Linked DNA regions of Mus musculus: all the other regions are linked to region 3. The links are chromatin contacts, called in public HiChIP or PLAC-seq, Micro-C and promoter capture Hi-C maps. All regions are on one chromosome and are shown on one strand. The core of a region is the stretch at or near the end of the contact, and the rest is flanking DNA. Distances in the headings are between cores, read along the strand shown. Region 1 holds the start of 3110083C13Rik (RIKEN cDNA 3110083C13 gene). Region 2 has its middle 20 kb from the start of Zdhhc20. Region 3 holds the start of Il17d (interleukin 17D). Region 4 holds the start of Gjb2 (gap junction protein, beta 2). Region 5 holds the start of Zdhhc20 (zinc finger, DHHC domain containing 20).

What was found. Promoter capture Hi-C pulls out the DNA fragments that hold promoters and counts their contacts. A called contact is a pair of places that touch in the nucleus more often than the background predicts. HiChIP or PLAC-seq counts read pairs in DNA pulled down with a chosen protein or histone mark.
Region 1: a contact with region 3 is called in a promoter capture Hi-C map of pre-B cells, with 4 times the contacts expected there. The contact joins the promoter of 3110083C13Rik here to the promoter of Il17d in region 3. A contact is called at or near these places in 2 of 39 promoter capture datasets (neutrophils and pre-B cells), 1 of 484 Hi-C or Micro-C datasets (embryonic stem cells), 1 of 115 datasets of contacts at active chromatin or transcription factors (memory CD8 T cells) and 1 of 9 other capture datasets (liver).
Region 2: a contact with region 3 is called in an H3K4me3 HiChIP or PLAC-seq map of bone marrow-derived macrophages, with 5 times the contacts expected there. The contact joins the enhancer-like site here to the promoter of Il17d in region 3. A contact is called at or near these places in 7 of 484 Hi-C or Micro-C datasets (the HL-1 cell line, the HPC-7 cell line, embryonic fibroblasts and 2 more) and 3 of 115 datasets of contacts at active chromatin or transcription factors (bone marrow-derived macrophages, embryonic stem cells and pancreatic cancer cells).
Region 4: a FOXA1 HiChIP or PLAC-seq map of pancreatic cancer cells shows a contact between it and region 3. The contact joins the promoter of Gjb2 here to the promoter of Il17d in region 3. A contact is called at or near these places in 18 of 39 promoter capture datasets (the 3T3-L1 cell line, 3T3-L1-derived adipocytes, the C10 cell line and 9 more), 1 of 484 Hi-C or Micro-C datasets (embryonic stem cells), 1 of 115 datasets of contacts at active chromatin or transcription factors (pancreatic cancer cells) and 1 of 9 other capture datasets (liver).
Region 5: a contact with region 3 is called in a Micro-C map of embryonic stem cells, with 5 times the contacts expected there. The contact joins the promoter of Zdhhc20 here to the promoter of Il17d in region 3. A contact is called at or near these places in 1 of 39 promoter capture datasets (pre-B cells), 6 of 484 Hi-C or Micro-C datasets (the HPC-7 cell line, embryonic stem cells and nephron progenitors) and 1 of 115 datasets of contacts at active chromatin or transcription factors (memory CD8 T cells).

What each region holds. Positions count from the first base shown.
Region 1 is chr14:57,998,023-58,000,722 of GRCm38.p6, forward strand. 3110083C13Rik (RIKEN cDNA 3110083C13 gene) reads left to right here and starts at 1,290. Exons shown (of 2, transcript NR_166770.1): 1 at 1,290-1,440. It overlaps Micu2 (mitochondrial calcium uptake 2), which reads right to left and starts at 1,240. Exons shown (of 12, transcript NM_028643.3): 1 at 1,008-1,240. The coding sequence starts at 1,217.
Region 2 is chr14:57,909,379-57,912,078 of GRCm38.p6, forward strand. No RefSeq gene overlaps it. Among named protein-coding and RNA genes, the nearest start is that of Zdhhc20, 20 kb to the left of the region's middle. Within about 2 kb of position 1,298, at least 286 of the 459 cell types and tissues checked have an H3K27ac peak or open chromatin away from gene starts, as enhancers often do. A contact at or near this core is called in the HL-1 cell line, the HPC-7 cell line, bone marrow-derived macrophages and 4 more, where this site is marked.
Region 3 is chr14:57,523,474-57,526,173 of GRCm38.p6, forward strand. Il17d (interleukin 17D) reads left to right here and starts at 1,356. Exons shown (of 3, transcript NM_145837.3): 1 at 1,356-1,448; 2 at 1,831-2,126. The coding sequence starts at 1,434.
Region 4 is chr14:57,103,452-57,106,151 of GRCm38.p6, forward strand. Gjb2 (gap junction protein, beta 2) reads right to left here and starts at 1,251. Exons shown (of 2, transcript NM_008125.3): 1 at 1,018-1,251. Gm32912 (a long non-coding RNA gene) reads left to right here and starts at 1,214. Exons shown (of 5, transcript XR_383459.4): 1 at 1,214-2,700.
Region 5 is chr14:57,889,004-57,891,703 of GRCm38.p6, forward strand. It overlaps Zdhhc20 (zinc finger, DHHC domain containing 20), which reads right to left and starts at 1,333. Exons shown (of 13, transcript NM_029492.5): 1 at 1,060-1,333. The coding sequence starts at 1,177.

The DNA of each region.
Region 1 (2,700 bases), core at 40-2,539, 470 kb after region 3:
TAAGGGCTCTTGCTGCTCTTATAGAGGGCCCAGGTTCAGTTCCCAGCACTCTTGTGGTCCCTTAGGATCACCTGTAACTCTAGTTCTAGGGGCCCAATGCAAGCTTATGGCATTTGGGCATCAGGTCTGCATTCAGTGTACACACATACACGCAGGCAAAACACTCATACATATAAAATGAAAACAAATCACAGAAAACATTAAAAAGTAGTCTATAATGCTTGTGTAGCTTTTTCCACCTCTGATGTGGTGTGAGGTTGGAGTCAATGTTTGTATAAACTGTTCAATAATCAAACAGTTACCAACCTTTAATCTGTAAGGTATGCTTTTCTTTTTGTTGTATTTTAATGCTTGAGTTTTCCCACTAGAACTAGGTAACAGAAACCTAGCAAATAAGGAAAATAAAAAACTGCTTTTAATTTTAAAAACCCTAAAACCCAAAACACTGAAATGCCTCTCTCTATAAAAATCTTAGAGAGTACATTCAAACTTTCCAAGGTTTTACAAGACCGGGTTCATCTTGAAGTAGGGTACTTAACATTTGCATCCTGACAGCTCAGGTTTAGGAAAACTTGTTTTGCCGCGTAGGCGGGGTCCACTAAAACATTACGGTTTCGACTTATGTAACAGCTGTCATTGGAATTGATAAAATCTGCAACTATCAGCTGTTTAACTTTTAGAGTTGATATTCTCTAGACTGGGGGGGTGTGTGGCTCACACAGTAGGTCGACGCCACCCTTTTCAACAAAGAAGCGACCAGGGAACTCTTTAACGATGCAGGCTAACTAAGGGGTGCCCAGCCCCCGCAAACGTCAAGGACCCTTCTCCATCCACCAGGTGGGCAGAGGCGTGCCCCAGCCACGCCCACACGCATCCCGGGCGGGGCCTCCCGCCGCCTCCTCCCGGAACCCCCCAGGCCCTCCAGGCTCGTGCCAGGCGCCTAGGGTCTCCTGTGCCTCCGCCCCCCTCCCAGGGGTGCCTGAGGGCGGGGCCGGGCTGAGCCGTACCTGCGCCGACACCGTTCGGGAGCCCTCGCGCGCGGCTGCTTTCACGCGGCCGTGATGCCATGCCGCTCCTGCGCCTGCCAGGGCTACCCCGGCCACAGCCGCTGCGAGAGGGCCGCGAGTCGGCACAGCTCGTCGGCCGGCCGCGAGCCCGCGCCGCAGCCTTCCGCCCCAGGCCGCCAGCCAAGCGCTTCTTCCCGCAGCCGCCGCCATCTTTGCGGAAGCGCCCGAGCGTCGCGCCCCGCCCTCACCGTCTGTTGCCCGAGAACAGAGTTGGGCTCTCGCGAGAGCTCATCACCCTCCACCGTGCTCTGCGCGTGTGTTGCTAGGTGTGGCTGCTTCCTCGACGTTCAAGCGTGGTTTTGAGGTGACCCTCGGCTCCGGTGACAGTTTCCAAGGCAAAGGACATGAGTTAGCTGGTTAACTGTCCTAACAGGTCAGGTCACCACTGTGGGCCAAGAAGGGGCTGCAGGGATGGCTCAGGGGTGAAGGGTGCTTGCTGCCCTTCCAGAGCACCACAGCTGGATTCCGGAGACTTAAGGCCACAGATAAGTCCAGCTCCAGGGCATCCAGCGCCCCCTTCTGGTCTCTACCCCCCCCCCCCCATGAAATTAGACTAAAGGAAGGGTAATAGATTCTGGGTGGAATATATTGGACAAACTAGATTAAGAATAGGGACTAAGAAGGGTGTTGATGATAAATGCGGAATCAAATTAGATTTAGCATGGTTTTTCAGTCGATAGACTTAAACATAGCATCTTTAGCTCTCTCGGGAAAGCCTATGTCAGTCGTAAGTGGGCACATTTAGAGCTGGAGAGGGAAACACTTCTAACAGTAAGCGGCAGAGGGTGCTGGGTATAACCACTGTGGGTGTTGATGCAACAGTAGAATTTCATCCTCAAAGAGGCTAGGGTAAGGGGCTGAAAATATTGACGATATTATATTTGCCCCAAATGTCACATGTCTGATTATAGTGAGTCACTTGAGACAGTTGGTTCAGTGGATAAAGGCACTTCATGCCAAGCCTGCCTACCTGAGTTAGAAGTCAGAGAAGAGAGTCCTATAAGTTGTTTTCTGACCTCTGGTCTGCGCAGTGAGTTCCAGGCCACCCATAACTACATAGTGAAATCCTGTGTCAAAAGGAAAAAAGGAAAGAATATGTGTACATGCTCACCCTTACAGATCTCCGTTTTTTATAGCTAAATGCCCTTTATATTTATTTATCAAGACTCATTTTTTATGTGTATGCCTCTGTGTATTTATGCCACATATGGGTGGGTGCCCCCAGAGTCCAGAAGAGGGTGTTGTAGCTGGAGATAGAGGCAGTTGTGATCAGCCTGATATGGGTGCTGAGAATGGACCTCTGGTGCTCTGGTAGAGCAGAGAACACTCTTAACTGATGAGCTGTCTACTCAGCCCCTAAAATTTGGTGTTTGAATGAAGTAAAATGTACAGGACGTTAGCATTTTGACAACATTTGCATGTACAGGTCAGTGCTGTCAGGCCCTATGCATGGCATTTAGCAACAGCCATTATTTTTCTTTGGATTTTTTTTTTTTTTTTGTAATCTTTCAAAGCTGGCCAACACTTTTCAAGGGCCTATCTCTGTTTGTCTGCTCCTCCCGAGCGCCTGGTCTTTCATTTCTGTTAAACAATATCTGATCCAGACTTCTGACAATGATTTTCTTCAGATCTC
Region 2 (2,700 bases), core at 48-2,547, 390 kb after region 3:
TGGAGTTATTGTAGTCTAGAGGCTTGAAGGAACAGTCAGTCCTACGCGATTAGGAAAGGATGCCCAGAGGAAAAGGCTAGTGGGGCTTCGGAGAGCACAAACAATGGAGTTGGTTCTAGGCTTGCCAAAAAAAAAAAAAAAAAAAAAAAAAAAAAAAAAAAGCAGCCAGAGACTGGTACTGCAGGGATGATGCAGGGATGCAGGCCGAGACTGGAGATATCACAGGGCTTGTTTTCCAACCCCAGGCTTGAAGCCTCCCTTGTACTGCTCACTGTGGGCAGAGGTCAGGATGCTGCCAGCCAGCAGGTAAAGGCAACCAGCATCCCCAGGTCGCTGCCTAGCATCATAGAGCCCAGTGTGTATGGAAAAAGGAGGCTGGAACAGTGAGACAATCCCTTTTCCATCTGCAGGATCCTGCAACTTAATTTATACACTGTCTTAATTAGGGTTTCTATTGCTGCAATGAAACACCATGACCAAAAGCAAGCTGGGGAGGAAAGGGTTTATTCAGCTTATACTTCCACACTGCTGTTCGTCACCAAAGGATGTCAGGTTTGGAACTCAGACAGGGCAGGAACCTGGAGGCAGGAGCTGATGCAGAGGCCATGGAGGGTTCTGCTTACTGACTTCTCAGTCTGCTTTCTTATAGAACCCAGGATCACCTGCCCAGGGACAGCACCACACACATGGGCCTGATACTCCTCCATGATCATTAATTGACAAAACACCCTTAAAGCTGGATCTTAAGGAGGCATTTTCTCAATTGCGGCTCCCTTCTTTCAGGTGACTCAAGCTTGTGTCAAGTTAACAGAAGACTAGCCCAGCATACCCTCTCACACTTGAAGTGGTCGCCAAGAATTCAATCATATAATCTACTTATCCCTCTTCATGGTGCTGGATATTTATGTGATTTCCAGATTTTAGTCTCTGAAATGATGCTGTAATGATAGTTGATAAAATTATGACTCAATATATTTGAGGAGAAAATAGTCATAGTTTGTCTTTTTCTGGGCCTTAGAATTAGTGTTTTTCTCACCATCAAATACTTCTCACAAATCCTCTGCAAACCCGAATGCTGTAAGCAAAAAAACGTCATCTCTCACTTCACTCTCGTGGAAGGAGGATCGATTCCACCAAAACAAAGGCACACCGCCATCAGAAAAGCTCTGGTGGTGAAGACTCGGAAGGAACTGCCCCGGGCTTCATTTCCTTCCTCTTCAAATACAGCCCGTCGCCAACCAGCGGGCAGCAGGCGCAGTCTTCTGAATACTCACCAGGGCGTGGCAGTTCATGCTGCCTGCAGTGTTTTCTTTCAGACTGGCCTTTGAGACAGTCCTTGCCTTGCTCCTACCTTCTTCCGTGCGGGTGCCTGGGCATGGTTTTGGGATGCAAGGGCGCCATCTTGTGGGACTTTCGTGTTGAATTCTATTTCTTTGAAAGCGTCCGCACTGAGACTGCGATCACTTTTCTCTTTTTGTCTCAATTATCCTACGGTGCTGACGAGGTTGTACTGTGTCACGCTCTCTCTCTTTTTTTTTCGAGACAGGGTTTCTCTGTATAGCCCTGGCTGTCCTGGAACCCACTCTGCAGACCAGGCTGGCCTCGAACTCAGAAATCCGCCAGAGTGCTGGAATTAAAGGCGTGCGCCACCAACGCCCGGCTGAGGTTGTACTGTCAATTTGAACTCCACATTTTGAGAACATGTATTCTTTCTTATGATGATTCTTAATGTGCCTACATTAAAAAGTAATTTAAATTAAGATTTTATTTATGTATTTATTTTTACTTATTTATGGGTGCGAGGGCCATGTGGAGATTACAAGGCAACTTTTGGGAGTCAAGTTCTTTCTTTCCAATATGTGGGTCCCGAGGACTGAAATCAGGTCATCAGCCTTGACAGCAAGTGCCTTTAGTCACTGAACTATCTCATAGGCTCTTGAAGTTTTATTTATTGGAGACAGGGTTTCTTTATGTAGCCCTGGCTGTCTTGGAGCTCTCTATGTAGGCCAGGATGGCCTTGAACTCAAAGAGATCCATAGTGCACATGTATGTGGCAGTCAGAGGACAACTTGTAGGACCGTATTCTATCCTCCCACCAGGTGGGTTCCAGGGCTTGAACTCAGATGGTCAGGCTTGGTGGCAAGCACCTTTATCTGCTGGGCCACGTCAGTAGCTCTAGTTGCTGATTTACATAAACTGTGGTCGGTCTAGGTCTCACCCCCTGCGTCTTCAGCTTACTACATGGACTTATATTCCTGCTGTTCAGTTCTAACTCAGTGCCATCTTCCTTGGCACAATTTATTTCTTTAGTGGTGGACACTGGTGCAGGCAGTCCTGACAGGAAGCCCTTGGAGCCACCCTCTGACCGTTAGCATGTTTCTCTGGGGACATTTGGCCAGGAGGCAGGCTTGCTCTAAGTTTCCTTAAGATTGTCAGTGTGTAGCCAGCAGACACAGGGATCTTGTTTCCTGAGTCCATGCTAACACTCCTAGATCACATCCTACTTTTTGCCAATCTGGTAAGTATGGGTTGGTGTCTTGTCTTAATTTGTATACTGCTCAGAGCTTTCTTGGGGACTCAGGCCAATCTTTGTGCTCTCTCCCCTCTCAAGGTGAATGCAGTCATCAGCTGCTTCTTCCCTCTTCTCCCTCCTTCTGCTCCTCCCCTCCTTCTGCTCCTCCCCTCCTTCTGCTCCTTCCC
Region 3 (2,700 bases), core at 106-2,605:
ACAACAACCCATTTACCCACCGAGACATCTCCCCAGCCTCAAGTCTGGAATAATTATTAACATGTTTGTATCTTCATAAAATGCTCAGATCTGGGAACTTTTTATTTAATCTGCACCTATTTATAGCCTTTGCTCCCCTGTTTAATCACAAATGAATCTTATGCTCTACTCAGTTTAAGTTTTCAGTAACTGGAGGCTTCCACAAACTGGTCAGACACTGGAAGGTACTTTGTTGATTAGCACAGTGAGTAGTTCCGTGGAACTCTGGTAATGACAAGCTCGCCTCGAAAATACTCCTACGCTGTACCTTTCAAATGGAAAATTAGTAGTACTTGAGTGCTGATGTCTTTATTCCCGTTTTTTTACTAGGAAGGAGACAACGTTAACAATTTATGTGCGAGTCAAAGTGTTTCATAAACCCAAATGTGTTTACTAGGAATTGTAAAATGTTTTAAGCTGTAAGGTTTGAAGGGACTTTTAAAGGTAGAGCCGCTACAAAGTATTTCAGTTTTAAAACATTGAAGGCAAGTGTTTTTCTGCATAGCAGAACTGAAACGCAGTTAACCACTGGTTTACAACTTGGTTAAAACCCAAAGCTGCAAGCCGTTTTAGGGAGTCAAAAAAATATTTTGCACACTTTCAAAAAGCGTTCAGCTAGTCTCAGCCATTTCTCTTTATTCTCAAAGCGTAAATGCTCAAAAGTAATCATATTCACTAGCTGGATGCCTGGTAAGCAAGGCATTTAAATAATGAACAAGTAAGTGAGCAAGCTCTCTTCAGATTCAATAGAGTCCTTCATTTGAGCTGATTCCCCTTAATTTATTCACAGAACTTTAGGCTCATTTTACATGTCTGCTCACACAATTAATTACCATGATTGAGTTCTCCAACACTGTAAAACTAGACCAAGAGATGCCCATTTACAGCATGTGTCAGGTGGGGGAGGGTATTTATTACTCGGCCCTTAGCTGAATAAGAGGCATGGAGTCATTTTATGAGTATTTAAGGGAAAACAGCCTCCTTCTAGCCTAACAGAACATAACTGTTTTTTAATCTCTTGTATAATTCTTCGAACTATGAAATCCCAGAAGAGGAAGTGGTCGCAAGAAGGAGAGTCCTTCTAGGTTGGAGTTCATTCATTTCCAAGTGGCCTGTCCAGCTCCTGGACCGCTTCAATGTCTAGAGAAATCCGTTTCCTCTGAGCCAAAGTCGGCCTCTCGACTGCATCCCCGAGGCCCCACTGGTCCGTGCCGAGGCGTCGAGGCCAGTCACCACCTCCTCCTCCTCCAGCCAGGCGGACCGCCAGTCCACTTCTGTAGGGGCGACACCCAGCCCGCAGGCCACACGCCCCGCGTGTGCGGCGCCCTTATTTACTTCGCAGAAGAGCCTTCAGCCCCCCTCCTAACAAGTCTGGAAAGCATCACGGCGACGCGATGTTGGGGACACTGGTGAGCGCCCTCGGGGGTACCGGCGAGGCATGGCCGAGGCCGGGCTGGGGCAGAGGGACGGGGGGAGGACGGCGGGACGGCCCGGAGAGGCGTCTCACAGGCACTCGCAGCCCGCCGCGCAGCAGCCCGGCAGGCACACGCACACGTGCACGCGCGCCCCGCACCCGCCCCCCGCGCGGGCTCCGGCTCTGGGCGGCGGCGGCGGCGGGGGCCGGGGGCGCGCGGGCCGGCGGCGGGCCGGGCCCCGGGGACCGCGCGGGCGGCGGGCGGGCGGGGACGGCGCTCGGGGGCCGGCCCGCGCGGCGCCCATGCTCGGGGAGGGCCTCACGGTGTGCGGAGCGCCGGGCGGGTCCCGCGACGCTGAGCTCGGCCTGTCCCGCAGGTCTGGATGCTCGCGGTCGGCTTCCTGCTGGCACTGGCGCCGGGCCGCGCGGCGGGCGCGCTGAGGACCGGGAGGCGCCCGGCGCGGCCGCGGGACTGCGCGGACCGGCCGGAGGAGCTCCTGGAGCAGCTGTACGGGCGGCTGGCGGCCGGCGTGCTCAGCGCCTTCCACCACACGCTGCAGCTCGGGCCGCGCGAGCAGGCGCGCAATGCCAGCTGCCCGGCCGGGGGCAGGGCCGCCGACCGCCGCTTCCGGCCACCCACCAACCTGCGCAGCGTGTCGCCCTGGGCGTACAGGTGAGCGGGCCCGAGGGGAGGGGCGGGGCCTGCAGAACAGGTGGGTGGGGCAGGGTGGAGTCCGTTGGAGGGCGGGGCCGAGGGGCGGGGCGGAGCACGTGGTGGGCGGGGTCGGGTGGGGCCTGGGCGGGGCCCGGCTGCCACTGGAGCGGTATAGGTGGACGGTGCTTGAAGGAAGGGGTCGTGAGGGGGATCGGGTGGGATCGGCTGGAGCGGGAGGGGAGTGGCAAGACGGTCGGGTGGTGCTATGGAGATGGTGTAGTGCCCGAGGGGCGGGGTCTGAGGAGCGGACGGAGGTGATGGGTGGGGCCGGGTGGAACTACTGGGATGAACCACGGGGGGCAGGCCAGGTAAGGCGGGTGTCTACTGGTCCTAGAGCTCAGGGAGGGGCTAGGAGAGGCAGATGGTATAACTAAATTGGGAGCGATTGGTTTCTACAAAGGTCTGTCACGATCTTTGAAGAAATGCTGCTTCTGTATTTGTTATGCAATAAATACCAATTCTCTGCCAGATACACCATGAAGAACCAGGCCACATGACCCTTTTTTACAGGAGGCCTGTAGGAGTGTAATCT
Region 4 (2,700 bases), core at 1-2,500, 420 kb before region 3:
GTTTATAGTATATACTGCATATGACCCTTATTTGCCTTAAAGGATACTTCGGGGAGCTGGTGGACTGCCTCTAGATGCTGACCCCACCGCACCCTCCACCCTTCTCATAATTCACTGGCTTTGCCCATAGTTCCCAAAGGACTCCGGGGTAAGTGTAGCCATGACTGAGCCAGGCTTCTCAGGACAATCCCGTGGACCTGAGCAATGGGTCCCATTTAGGCCTACGCTCCCTTCCCTTCCATTGAGGCAGCACCAAGGGGCTGATGCAATTGTCCTAAGGGACAAGTTTCTCAGCAGCACGCCATCTGTGAACCTGTGCCTTCCCTTCCAGCTGTAACGTCCCGCCTGGACGCAAATCCTTAAAAAGCATTTAAGGAAAGAAAAAAAAAAAAAGCAATCAAAATCTCCACCCGAGTGCAGGTTGGGGTTCCCCAGCTCGCGGGAGCGGCTACGGCCGCGCGTTTTGGGCGGTCGCCCACGTCACCCCAGTGCTTTAGGTGGTAAAGGTCAGTGTCTTCCCACGGAGGCTTCCTGCTTAACAAATGAAACTGAGTTTTCCTGCTCAGCTTTCGGTTAGCTAAAAACTTTTCAATGGCGGCAGACAACGCAGCCAGGAGGCCTCGGGAAAATTCTAGCGAAGGAATACTGGCGACACGTCGCAGTCGTGCGCGGAACAGCCTGGCCCCCGCGTCCCTCCCCACCCCGCGCTGTGCGGGACCTCCCGGCTCAGGCTGTGCGCGGCGGTGAGAGCAGCCGGCTCCAACCCCGAGCCGGGCCAGACGCCTGCAGCCGAAGAAACGCGTTCACAGCTCGGGTCCCTATGCACGGGTGGCGGTGGCCCGTAGGGACCGCGCAGCGCGTTCCGGCCTCGGTTTCCCAGGACCGTGGCGGCCCGCACCCCTCCTCGCACCTCACGCGTCCCTACTGGCTGAGTCTCGCGCCCCAGCCACCGTGGGGCGTTGCGGTCGGGGGCGGGTTACACCAGTGTGACTCGGTGGCGCGGATTGGCGGTCGCACCTGTGTCCGGAGGAGCGTGCAGCGTTGGGTGGCGGGAAGCGGCGAGGCGCTGTCCCCGGTAAGGAGCAGGTCTGAAGCGGGTCCCGGGGCCGCTCCTGGGTTGGTCCGAAATGGGTCGCCGGCTGATCCTGTGCTGGTCGCCGCGGGTCCCGGTGGAGGCTGCGCTCAGTGGACTGGAGCGCCGCCGACTGGCTGCGAGTTGGGAGAGCGGAGCGCGCCGCGCGCTGCGATCCTGGACACCTGTTGGCCGCGGCGCCTTTTAACCAAAGCCCTCACCCCGCCTCTCTCACCCTGGAGCGATTGAGAAAGTTGCGGAGGAGGCGGCTCCCAGTAGCCCGCCACCCCCAGCGCCACGGGCGGGGCTCTCCGGGCACCCAGAGCCGTCAGGGCCCGCCGAGTCGCGAGCTCTCCTGGAGCCTAGGTCACTCCCCACCCCACTCCGCCCCACCCCACCCCCAGCTCTCTTTGAGCTCAAGGCTCTTCCAGTGTCCTGTCCCGAGCGCAGCCTGAACAGAGCTGGTAGACCTGTGTCTTCACCCAGGACGCAGGTCGCAAAGCTCCAAGTCCCAGCTACTCGCTTTTGGGGGATTGGGTGATGTTGAAAGAGAGTTGATGTTGCTCTTACTACTCTCACTAGTGGAAAGTGTGCTGTTATATTCGAAGCTTCGCTGTAGTAATATTATATATACTTGTGTGTGTGTGTGTGTGTGTGTGTGTGTGTGTGTGTGCGTGTTAGATAAACGGACGGTACAGTTTTGTGTTGGCCTGCAGCTTCCAGTAGCGCACAGGAGACTCCTCTCCCGTAGTGCAGTGAGCTGAGGCATCTAGAATTCGGGTTCAAGGCAGACTAACAGAGGGCGCCGCCAGGGCTGGCCAAATTCTGGCTTCTATTTCTTTGAATTCCCGATTTAATTCGATCACTTTGAACAGGGTGCCAGTGGCTAGGACAGAAGAAGATGTAGAGGTGCGTCTCCAGGGCTGGCCTGGAAGTGGACTTGTCACAGTCTCTGGAGGGTTCTCTGCCTGTGCCCCCGCTCTCTGTGTCCTCTTTTCCACAACTGAAAGCATTGCAAGGAAGGGGCACCCAGATTCTGCCGGTGCAGGGGATGCGGAAGGGGGGGGGGAGCAGAAGAGGTTAGGCAAGCCCATCCCTCTTGGAGTCCAGGATGCTGGGAAGACCTGGGCAGCCTGCATCTACCTCTCTCCGCCAAGCTGTTCGTGGGTTTTGAGGGCTCGGTGTTCCACATTGCTTGGCTGTCTGGATAGTTTTGAGAGGAGTTACGGTGGACATTCACAAGAGCTAGCTACGCTTTGGGATACCTAGGCCAGCTAGCTTCACCTTACTACTTGCAACCCGAGTCCTACAGCTGCCAGGTTTGGAATGAAAACGGCACATCCCCACAAAGTTCCTTCAGATTAGCTTTACACGCAGTGAAGAGACTGATTCATTCTGACAAGGCCCGTCTGGTCGAAGGATTGGCTTTCAATGAAAGGACCATGGCTGAAGGTACATGCTTTCCCTGTAAAGCTGGCACATTGCCGCGGGCAGACCTGACTGCTCTTGCTTGGGCAGAGGAAGGTTGCACGCTCGCTTGCTACTACCCCCACCTCCTTTCTAACTGTAAGTCTTAGTCTAAGAGGGAGTGTCTCTAAGGAAGAGAGCCTCGGATCTGTGTCCAGCCC
Region 5 (2,700 bases), core at 83-2,582, 370 kb after region 3:
TTTTTCATTCTTGTATTTACCCCGTATGTTTTTCCCCAAAGAAAATCTGTCCTTCAGATAACCGAGGGCTCTGTCTGAAAATTAAAACCACATCACTTCTGGGAAACCAAGGGACTGCTTTTTCTTAGGGTTTTATTTAATAATGCTGACGGGAGACGAACACAGTAAAGAGCCAGTAGGTATAGAACGCACACTCAAAGCTTACAGGCAATTATTTAGTATCACTGACATAGTAATGGCCTAGGGTGTTAATGACAATGAACCAATCGGCTAAGTCATGTAAGTATAATGCAACGCTATTCCTTTATCCCAGGAAATCAGGTAAGAACCATACGGTAAAAAAAATTAAATAAGAAAAATAGCAAAAGTAAAACTAAACCAAAGCCCTAAAACTAAAGGTATAAGCAATACAAACCTACAAAGTAAACAGGCAAAAAAAAAAAGTCATTGAGCTTGCACCTCTCTTGTTCAATTCCTTGTGCCTCAAAACAACATTTTGTGTAAATCCAGCACTGAGACCCCCAGATGAATATTAAAAAGGGTCAAATACAGCTCAGACCAGGGGCTGAGCCCACACTGCAGACCCGGGAGACACACCTCCCTCCCAGGCCCCCAGGCTGCTTTCAGCTTACGCGCTTCTTCTCGCGCAGTTTGGGGAGCAACAATCTGGGAGGAAAAGATTTCTTTGTGCGTGTGTGCGTGTGTTTTAGCCAAACTGACCTCACAAGCCGTCTCAGAAGGGGTTCTCTAGTTCAAAAGGAAAGGCCTTTGTGAGCATTCCGTCACAGAAGGGTGGGAGCCCCAAGGCGACTGCAGCCACCCGGAAGCTTGGAGCGTGGGCGGCGCGCAGGCCCGAACTCGGGACCCCTCGAGCAGCGAGCCGTGGGCAGAAACCCACGGACAGGGGCCCCCACCGCCGGAGAAGCGCGGGCCGGAACCCTCGGACGTGGAACCCACGGGCTGGGGAAGCGCAGGCCGCCCCGCGGAATCAGAACGCGGCGCCGAGGCCTCGGCCTGCCACCCGCGGCCCGGCCCGCCGCCCGCGCCTCCCGTACTCACTCACGCACAGCTCCACCACGTACGCGTAGTAGGACCAGACGACCACAAAGGTGATGAAGAGCACCGGAACCCAGCCCACCACGCGTTGGCAGCAGCGCCAGAGTGTCCAGGGCGCCATGTTCCTCTGCTGACTGCCGGGTCCCGCTGCCCACGATTCTGTAGGACCACAAGACCCCAGCGGCCCTGTCGCCAGCTTCCCCGCCCCCGAGGCTCCGCCGCCGCAAGCAGTGGCGAAGGGCGACGCCACAACTCCGCCCCTCCCTGCGCCTGGCCCGGGTCCGCCCCTGACCCCGCCCTCGGGCCCGCCTCCGGGCCCGCCTCTCATCCCGCTGCGAGCTGTGAAGGGCGACGCTGCAACTCCGCCCCTCCCGGCGCCTGGACCGGGTCCGCCCCTGCCCCGCATCCTGCCGCTCCGCCCCTAGTCCCGCGCCTGGCAATCCCCGTAGGGGGTGGGGCTACCCGGCCGAAGGAGGCGGGGCCTGAAGTTGGGGCGGGGCTTCTGCTCAGGCCCGCCCATGGGATTTGGGGGTGCCTTGGTGGAAAAGAGAGGAGAGTGCTAAGGATGTGTAGGAGGCCATCTAGGACTGGGTGACGAGAGGGATGGGGATGCGCAAGGGGAGAGGAATGAATTCTTAGCTGCCCTGTGTGCCTTGGGTGGCACTCTGTATAACACTCTTCCCCTAGGTCTTTCAGGACCCATACAAGTCGGGTTCCCTATTACATAAGGCTGTGCATCACTCAAGCGTGCAAGCAAGAAAAATATTATATATACTTAAATATAAGACTCCTGTGACTATAATGTGTCTCCAATGAAGAATCCCCTGGGATAATTTGGTCCACGTATCGCTCTCTCCACCATGTTTTGTTTGAATTGGTAGGAGCCTGAGATTTAAGGTGGAAGCCATATACAACAGGTCAGTTTGATTTGGAGTCCACATTTAAGGTTACACCATGAAAGCAGAATATAGAAACAGCCCTTTCCTGGAGTGGGATTTTCAAATATTTACAGCTGGAGATTGCTAAGTAATGACTGCAATCTTAGAATCTAGAAGCCTTGCTGTGAAACATCATAATGTACAATCATTAGGAATAATTTCATACATTCTTTTAAAACACAGTACATTCATTTATTTACATTCTATGTGCGGATGTGCATGGACCACTGCTCATGAGGATGTGTGGCCCAGGGGTTGTCTGAGGACAAATGAAAAGTTTTTAAGTTTGGTTTGGGTTGGTTTGGGTTTTGGCCCTGGGCATAGTGGCACATGCCTTTAATTCCACACACTCAGGAGGAAGAGGACAGTGGAACTCTGTGAGTTTGAGGTCAGCTAAAACAGACTATTTACTAAAGTCTCCAAGAAGAAGGTAACTGCTATTATAGTATGATAAAGACTTAGTAAAATGAGTATTAATATTTAGTCACCATACACTACTGTTACATTAAAGTAACATGTATACAATAAGAAAATTGCAACATGCCCTAAAGATGACATTAGGACCCAGAAGTGCACACCTTTAATACCAGCACTTGGGAGAGAGAGGCAGGTAGATTTCTAAGTTCAAGGCCAGCCTGGTCTACAAAGTGAGTTCCAGGACACCCAGAGCTACACAGAGAAACCCTGTCTAGAGAAAAAAAAAAAA